2 separate regions of the Mus musculus genome follow, and region 1 is linked to region 2. A link is a contact called in public HiChIP or PLAC-seq data. All regions are on one chromosome and are shown on one strand. Each heading gives the region's core, a stretch centred on a gene start, on an enhancer-like site or on the middle of the called end of the contact. The rest is flanking DNA. Distances are from core to core; before and after follow the strand shown. Region 1 holds the start of Hif1a (hypoxia inducible factor 1, alpha subunit). Region 2 has its middle 11 kb from the start of Gm51264.

Region 1 (2,906 bases), core at 247-2,746, 870 kb after region 2:
TTTTATATATACCCTGTAGCTCTTTCAGAGGTATGTTCTAGATTTCAAACAAAAATAGTGCTCAAATCTATTTATATAGTCCTAACTTCTTTTTTGAAGCCAGGGCCTTGTGCATGCTAGACCACTCCTCTACTACCGAGCTAAATCTCCAGCTGTAATCATATCTTTATGAGTATTGAGTTGCTTCATGCATTGTTTATTGTCTTATTAGACCTGGACATTATGTGTATTTCTAGAGGGCATTGTTTTTGGATTTGAATGCAATTTAAATGTACCATAGATATCTACATTATTATACAACCCAAAGTTAGATTGTAACAATGTACTAACAAGGCAAAGAAGAGATACTAAACAGTCTAGTGTCAGGTCAGTTTCAGAGACCCCAGATTCAGACTCAGTTGTGTCTATAACACGTGTGTGTGTGTGTGTGTGTGTGTGTGTGTGTGTGTGTACACACACGGGCACGAAGTGTTCCTTTGTTGGGCTTGGAATACTTTTAAAACAAACACACACCATACCCACAGACCTAACATTTATGCTTCCAAAGACCGACTAAAAATGATGGCTTTAATCCATAGCTCCCAGCATAGCCGGTGAGCAGTCCTGTCAAGGTCTGTAGGTTGAAGGACTTGTTCTTCTTTCAGTCTAAACAGTGAACTAAACTCAGTCTGAAACAATTCTTGCACCTTTTCTGCATCCATTTAAGATGATCTTTGTCAGTTTTTAAAGCAACATGAAAGCAAAATAAGTCTATTCAATGCCTTTTCCTGTCTTGTCAAATTCAGGCTTGTGCTCTCACTTATTGAAGCTGTTGTTTATTTGTAAATGCTTAAGATAGTTTATTTTTAAATGGCCCTGCAACTTCCCTCCCCTTGAGAGGTTTGGCAAGACGGATTTGTTTTATATTTTTATCTGCATTTGCTCAGTAGTCAAACTTTGGCCCAGAAAATCTTAATCACTTGGAGACTTCCCTTGTTGTGTAGCAAAGAGCGGAGACTGGAGACTGAGTGGTGTCGGTCACCTGGGAAGGAGGGACCCCACTCTAACATCAGGGGGGCTGGCTGCCAGAACGCAAAGTTGGCTTTTTTTTTTTCAACTGGAAACTCGGGCGGGATGGGCGGCGACCGGGTCCAGCCACGCAGCTAAGGAGTAAGCGAGCCTCAGAGAACTCTATAGAGAGCCGGGGCGGTGCGAGCCAGGCTCGGACCCAAGCTTGGCAGCCCACTCGCTCCAGCAGCGCCTCCCAAAGCCAGACGCAGCTTTCCATTGAAGGTGCAGAGACCCCCCCACCCCCAGACCTGGGCTCAGCCGCACCCGTCGCTCGCCCCTTTTTCTTCCCTCCCTAGCTGCACACAGACAAGCACGTGAGCGGGGCAGCTCGTCCCAGCTGGGGCTCAGCTGACCTCCTCCTGATTGGCTGAGAGCAACGTGGGCTGGGGTGGGGCCTGGCCGCCTGCGTCCTTCACCATTGGCTCTCCGGGAACCCGCCTCCGCTCAGGTGAGGCGGGCCCGCGGGCGCGCGCGTTGGGTGCTGAGCGGGCGCGCGCACCCCTCGGCTTTTCCCTCCCCTCGCCGCGCGCCCGAGCGCGCCTCCGCCCTTGCCCGCCCCCTGCCGCTGCTTCAGCGCCTCAGTGCACAGAGCCTCCTCGGCTGAGGGGACGCGAGGACTGTCCTCGCCGCCGTCGCGGGCAGTGTCTAGCCAGGCCTTGACAAGCTAGCCGGAGGAGCGCCTAGGAACCCGAGCCGGAGCTCAGCGAGCGCAGCCTGCAGCTCCCGCCTCGCCGTCCCGGGGGGCGTCCCGCCTCCCACCCCGCCTCTGGACTTGTCTCTTTCTCCGCGCGCGCGGACAGAGCCGGCGTTTAGGCCCGAGCGAGCCCGGGGGCCGCCGGCCGGGAAGACAACGCGGGCACCGATTCGCCATGGAGGGCGCCGGCGGCGAGAACGAGAAGAAAAAGTAAGCCGGGCCGCCGCGTTCCGTGGACTGGCTTTTTTTTTTTTTTTTTTTTTGTCTCCGCTCCCCTTCCGTCCCCCCCAGCCTCACGCGCCGGGCTCCCCCGCGGTCCACGTCGCCATCTTGGCGCTGGGGGTGGGAGTCGCGGGCCCTGCGCTCGGCGGGGCTGGGGTCTCCGCCCCGGACACCCGCCCCGCGCCGTCGCAGCCCAGCCTGCCCCGCGCGCCCATCCGGCCGAGCCGGCCAGGGCCGAGTACGCCTCTAGCTCCCGCGCCTTCCCTCCCCGTCCTCCGCGTTAGCCGCGAGCAGCGGGCCCCGGGCGGACCCTGTGCGCGCTGCCAGCTTCCTGGGGTCGAGGCCCTCCGAGGCCGACCCGGGGCTCCCCCGAGCCGCCTCGCTGCGCCGCGGCCGCCGTTGCCTTTGTAGGTTAGGGAGTTTCTTCTGGGGGCCCGAAGACGCTAACTTTCTAGTTTGCACGTGCGGGTTTGGTTGTAATCTGGAAAAACTTGCCTCCATCAGAGTAACGGGAATTTAGGAAAATGGCATCATTGTAAACAACTTCCAATTTCTACAAACTTGTGTTTGCATCACCTGTCAGGAGAGCCCAGACGTTATGTATCAATATGTGGCTGCCTCGTTCACTCCTGAAAATAACTTACGGATAGTTTTGGTTAAATTTAGGCCGGTAATTTCATGGAGTGGGGGCTATATATGATGAAAGCCGTCGGTTAAAATACTGAAAATTTATTGGAACACCTGAAAAGAATTGTTTCCAAAAACCATACATCTGAAGTGTGAAATCTTCCATGAGAATTCAGTGTAAGTTTATGAAACATCTTGTGGTTTGAGTCTAAGGAGAACATTTTAGAATTGAGTACAGCTAGTGGTGGTAAGATCGACCCCTGCCGCCAGCACACAATTTTGTCTACTTCGATATTTTAACCTTGAGAAAATC
Region 2 (2,825 bases), core at 108-2,607:
AAATGAGCTATTCATCCCTAGTGATCACTAGAAAATGTCACCAGAGAAGAAATGTACCCAAGAGAGCCTCACAAAACTCCAACTCTGGGAATTCTATTCTATCTGAAGACCTTCTGTCCTCTCACCAGCTTCAAAGACCATTTATCAGGCACCATTATACCCAACACTGTGTTAACATCAGCGAGGCATTAAATCTTCAAAGTAGTTTCTTATTCTACACTTATGTTGACACATTTAGGCGGGGCCTTAAATTCTCTATTCAGCTGAACGCCTTAGTTCCTGTCTAAGTAATTTGTCATCTAAGGCACCTTGAAGAGCGTTTCATTCTCACCAGTGGAATTCTACCATGTATGATGGCATCAATGCCAGAGTTCAAATCATAAAGAATATAGAGCAAATCTGAATACTACTGATTAAATATCACTCCTGGATTGGGTTACTAGATTCTGCACTTACCTAGAACTTTAATAAATAAATTTCAGTTTCACTATCCTTCAAATAAAAAACAAACAAACAAAAAACCCTAATCAAACCTTAGTTCCCTATAAAATAATGTTTCTTTCATTGTTCTAAACAAAAGGAGAAATTACTCTAAGCTGCCTTCACTGGAAACACTAGCATCATGGGAATTTTCACAGTTTTGTGACAATCCAAGGAGACTTCAAGGATGTTATAATTATAGCCACTGTTCATTATATATGTATTGTGCTGAGCGTTTTATATTCAATGCCCCGGCTTATTTTAGGCTTCCCTGCAGTATATCATAATCCCTACCTTCCCAAGGAGGAAATCAAGGCTTGGAGTATTTAGGAAGCTTTCCCTCAGGCCGCACAGTTTGCAGGTGTGTGCAAGAGGTGGATATCTGGGCACCATTCTGCTTCCTGGATCAGTATCAGTTCTCTGTGATGGGGGAACTGGGGGAACTCGCCATCACCGTGAAGATTGAGGAGATGAGGACTCATAATGCTGTCTGGGGAAGATTTCTTAGTACAGAGGACGAAAAGGAAAGAAGAAGAAAAAAAAAATCAGGGTTGCAGGGAACAGTCGCAGCTGTTGAATTAAGGAGAAAAGCTCCCCCTGGAGGGGCTCTGGCTCTCTTTCCTCCCACCTACGGAGAGCTCAAGCCCACTTAGGGCGCGATGATTGACAGGAGCCTACGAGCCACCGATGGAGGACCGCGTGGGGCTCAGAGCAAGCGTCAACTTTTCGGCTTTGCTTCTCCCATTACCTCTCCCCCCTCCCCGGACCCCACCCGGCACCCGCTGGAAGCTTCCACCGCCAGGGCCGCGAGGCAGACAGAGGCCGCTGACTGATGAGGGCGGCCGGGGCGGGAGGGTGCTGAGTGAGGCCGGGGCTTTCCTGCCTCTTCGCCCTGGGACCCAGGCAGCTCGCCCCGCCTGTGTGGCCTGGTCGGAAGGGGCGCTCAGGCCCAAGGCTTGGCCTAGGGTTCTAGAACCTTCACCTAGGCAAAAGAGGATGGTAGAAGTGAGGCCTGGGCCTGGGCCATGGCCATGGGGACTTGGAGACCCGTGAGGCCTGGGTTCCTAGGATAGAGGTAGTAAGGCTCAGGTTTTCCTCCCACCGGGGATTGACCCTGAAGACGGATTTCACTGTGTGGCTGACTGGGGTGCAGGAGAAGAGCAGGCCTCAGACGCCCAGCCCCCAGCCGCCCTGCTCGCCTCCTCCTCCTCCTCCTCCTCCTCCTCCTCCTCCTCCTCCTCCTCCTCCAGCTCCACAAGCTTTGCCAGCCTAGGCCCCAGCCTTCCCCACCCCTCCCGCTTTCCCTCCATCAACTCCAGGCCGAATTCAATCCGAGAGGGCTCCTTTGAGCTTTTGTGTTTGCTGGGGGAGATGTGGGCGCAGGACGGATCGCGTTACAACTTTCATTTCCTGAAATGTTTGAGGGAACATCCAGGGTTTTTATCCCCACATCAGGCCCGGCCGTGGGCTCGTGTTTCAGGTCTTGTCACTCAGCTGTCACCAAACAAACGAGGCTCTCAGAGCCCAGGAGAGGGAGAGAGAGCTACCTGCTATTCATGACCCCTGGAGCAGGTGATCGCTCATGGGAAAAACAGGTAGAATTAATCATAGGGCTGGTCGCTGCTTCCTCTCCTTTTTGGCAGAGCTGGCCACCGTGTGAAACCTATCAGAGATCAAATTAACTCTTTCTTGTCCCCCACGGGAACAGAAAATATTTTTTTTCAGAAAACTCAACACATACCCACACCCAATGACAGAATGAGAGTGTGAGGTGACATCTTGCATCCCACCCTACTTGGCAGAGTTTTAGCTTCTAGTGTTCCCTGAGTTTGGGGTAGAATGAGGCACTACCATGACACCTATTAGAAGTCCTACATGTTAGAAGAAGCCAAGGGTATAGTCCTAACCTCCAGCATCTCCCCCTGTTCACCTGGATACCATTACTTGCTTGTAGTAAAAGGGAAACTTCAAGAGGAGTTCCTAAGAAACTTCTGTTGTTAAGTATATCTCTGTCCCCCATCCTTCCCTCAGCTCTCAATATGTAGACTATCCACAGATCTCTGTATTCGACCAAACTCTCAAAATCTCCTCCATCATTTTCTTATTTACCGTTTGAAATTTTCATGCATGCATGTGATCAAATCCACCGCACTTACTTTCTCAACGCCTCCCATCTCCCACCACCACACCCTAACTTCATGTCTATGTTTTAAGCCCACGTAGTGCTGTTAGTGTGTGTATCGGTATAGGACCACCCCCTAGAACATGGCAACTATTAGGGGCTACACCCCTAAAGGAAAGCAACTTTCCCTCCCTCCCATTCATTGTAATTGTGATTTAATTCT

What was found. HiChIP or PLAC-seq counts read pairs in DNA pulled down with a chosen protein or histone mark.
Region 1: an H3K4me3 HiChIP or PLAC-seq map of craniofacial prominence shows a contact between it and region 2, with 4 times the contacts expected there. The contact joins the promoter of Hif1a here to the enhancer-like site in region 2. A contact is called at or near these places in 2 of 39 promoter capture datasets (cranial neural crest and hematopoietic stem and progenitor cells), 1 of 484 Hi-C or Micro-C datasets (myocytes), 1 of 115 datasets of contacts at active chromatin or transcription factors (craniofacial prominence) and 2 of 9 other capture datasets (adipose tissue and macrophages).

The regions. Positions count from the first base shown.
Region 1 is chr12:73,906,371-73,909,276 of GRCm38.p6, forward strand. It overlaps Hif1a (hypoxia inducible factor 1, alpha subunit), which reads left to right and starts at 1,497. Exons shown (of 15, transcript NM_010431.2): 1 at 1,497-1,954. The coding sequence starts at 1,920.
Region 2 is chr12:73,033,829-73,036,653 of GRCm38.p6, forward strand. No RefSeq gene overlaps it. Among named protein-coding and RNA genes, the nearest start is that of Gm51264, 11 kb to the right of the region's middle. Within about 2 kb of position 1,358, at least 58 of the 459 cell types and tissues checked have an H3K27ac peak or open chromatin away from gene starts, as enhancers often do. A contact at or near this core is called in craniofacial prominence, where this site is marked.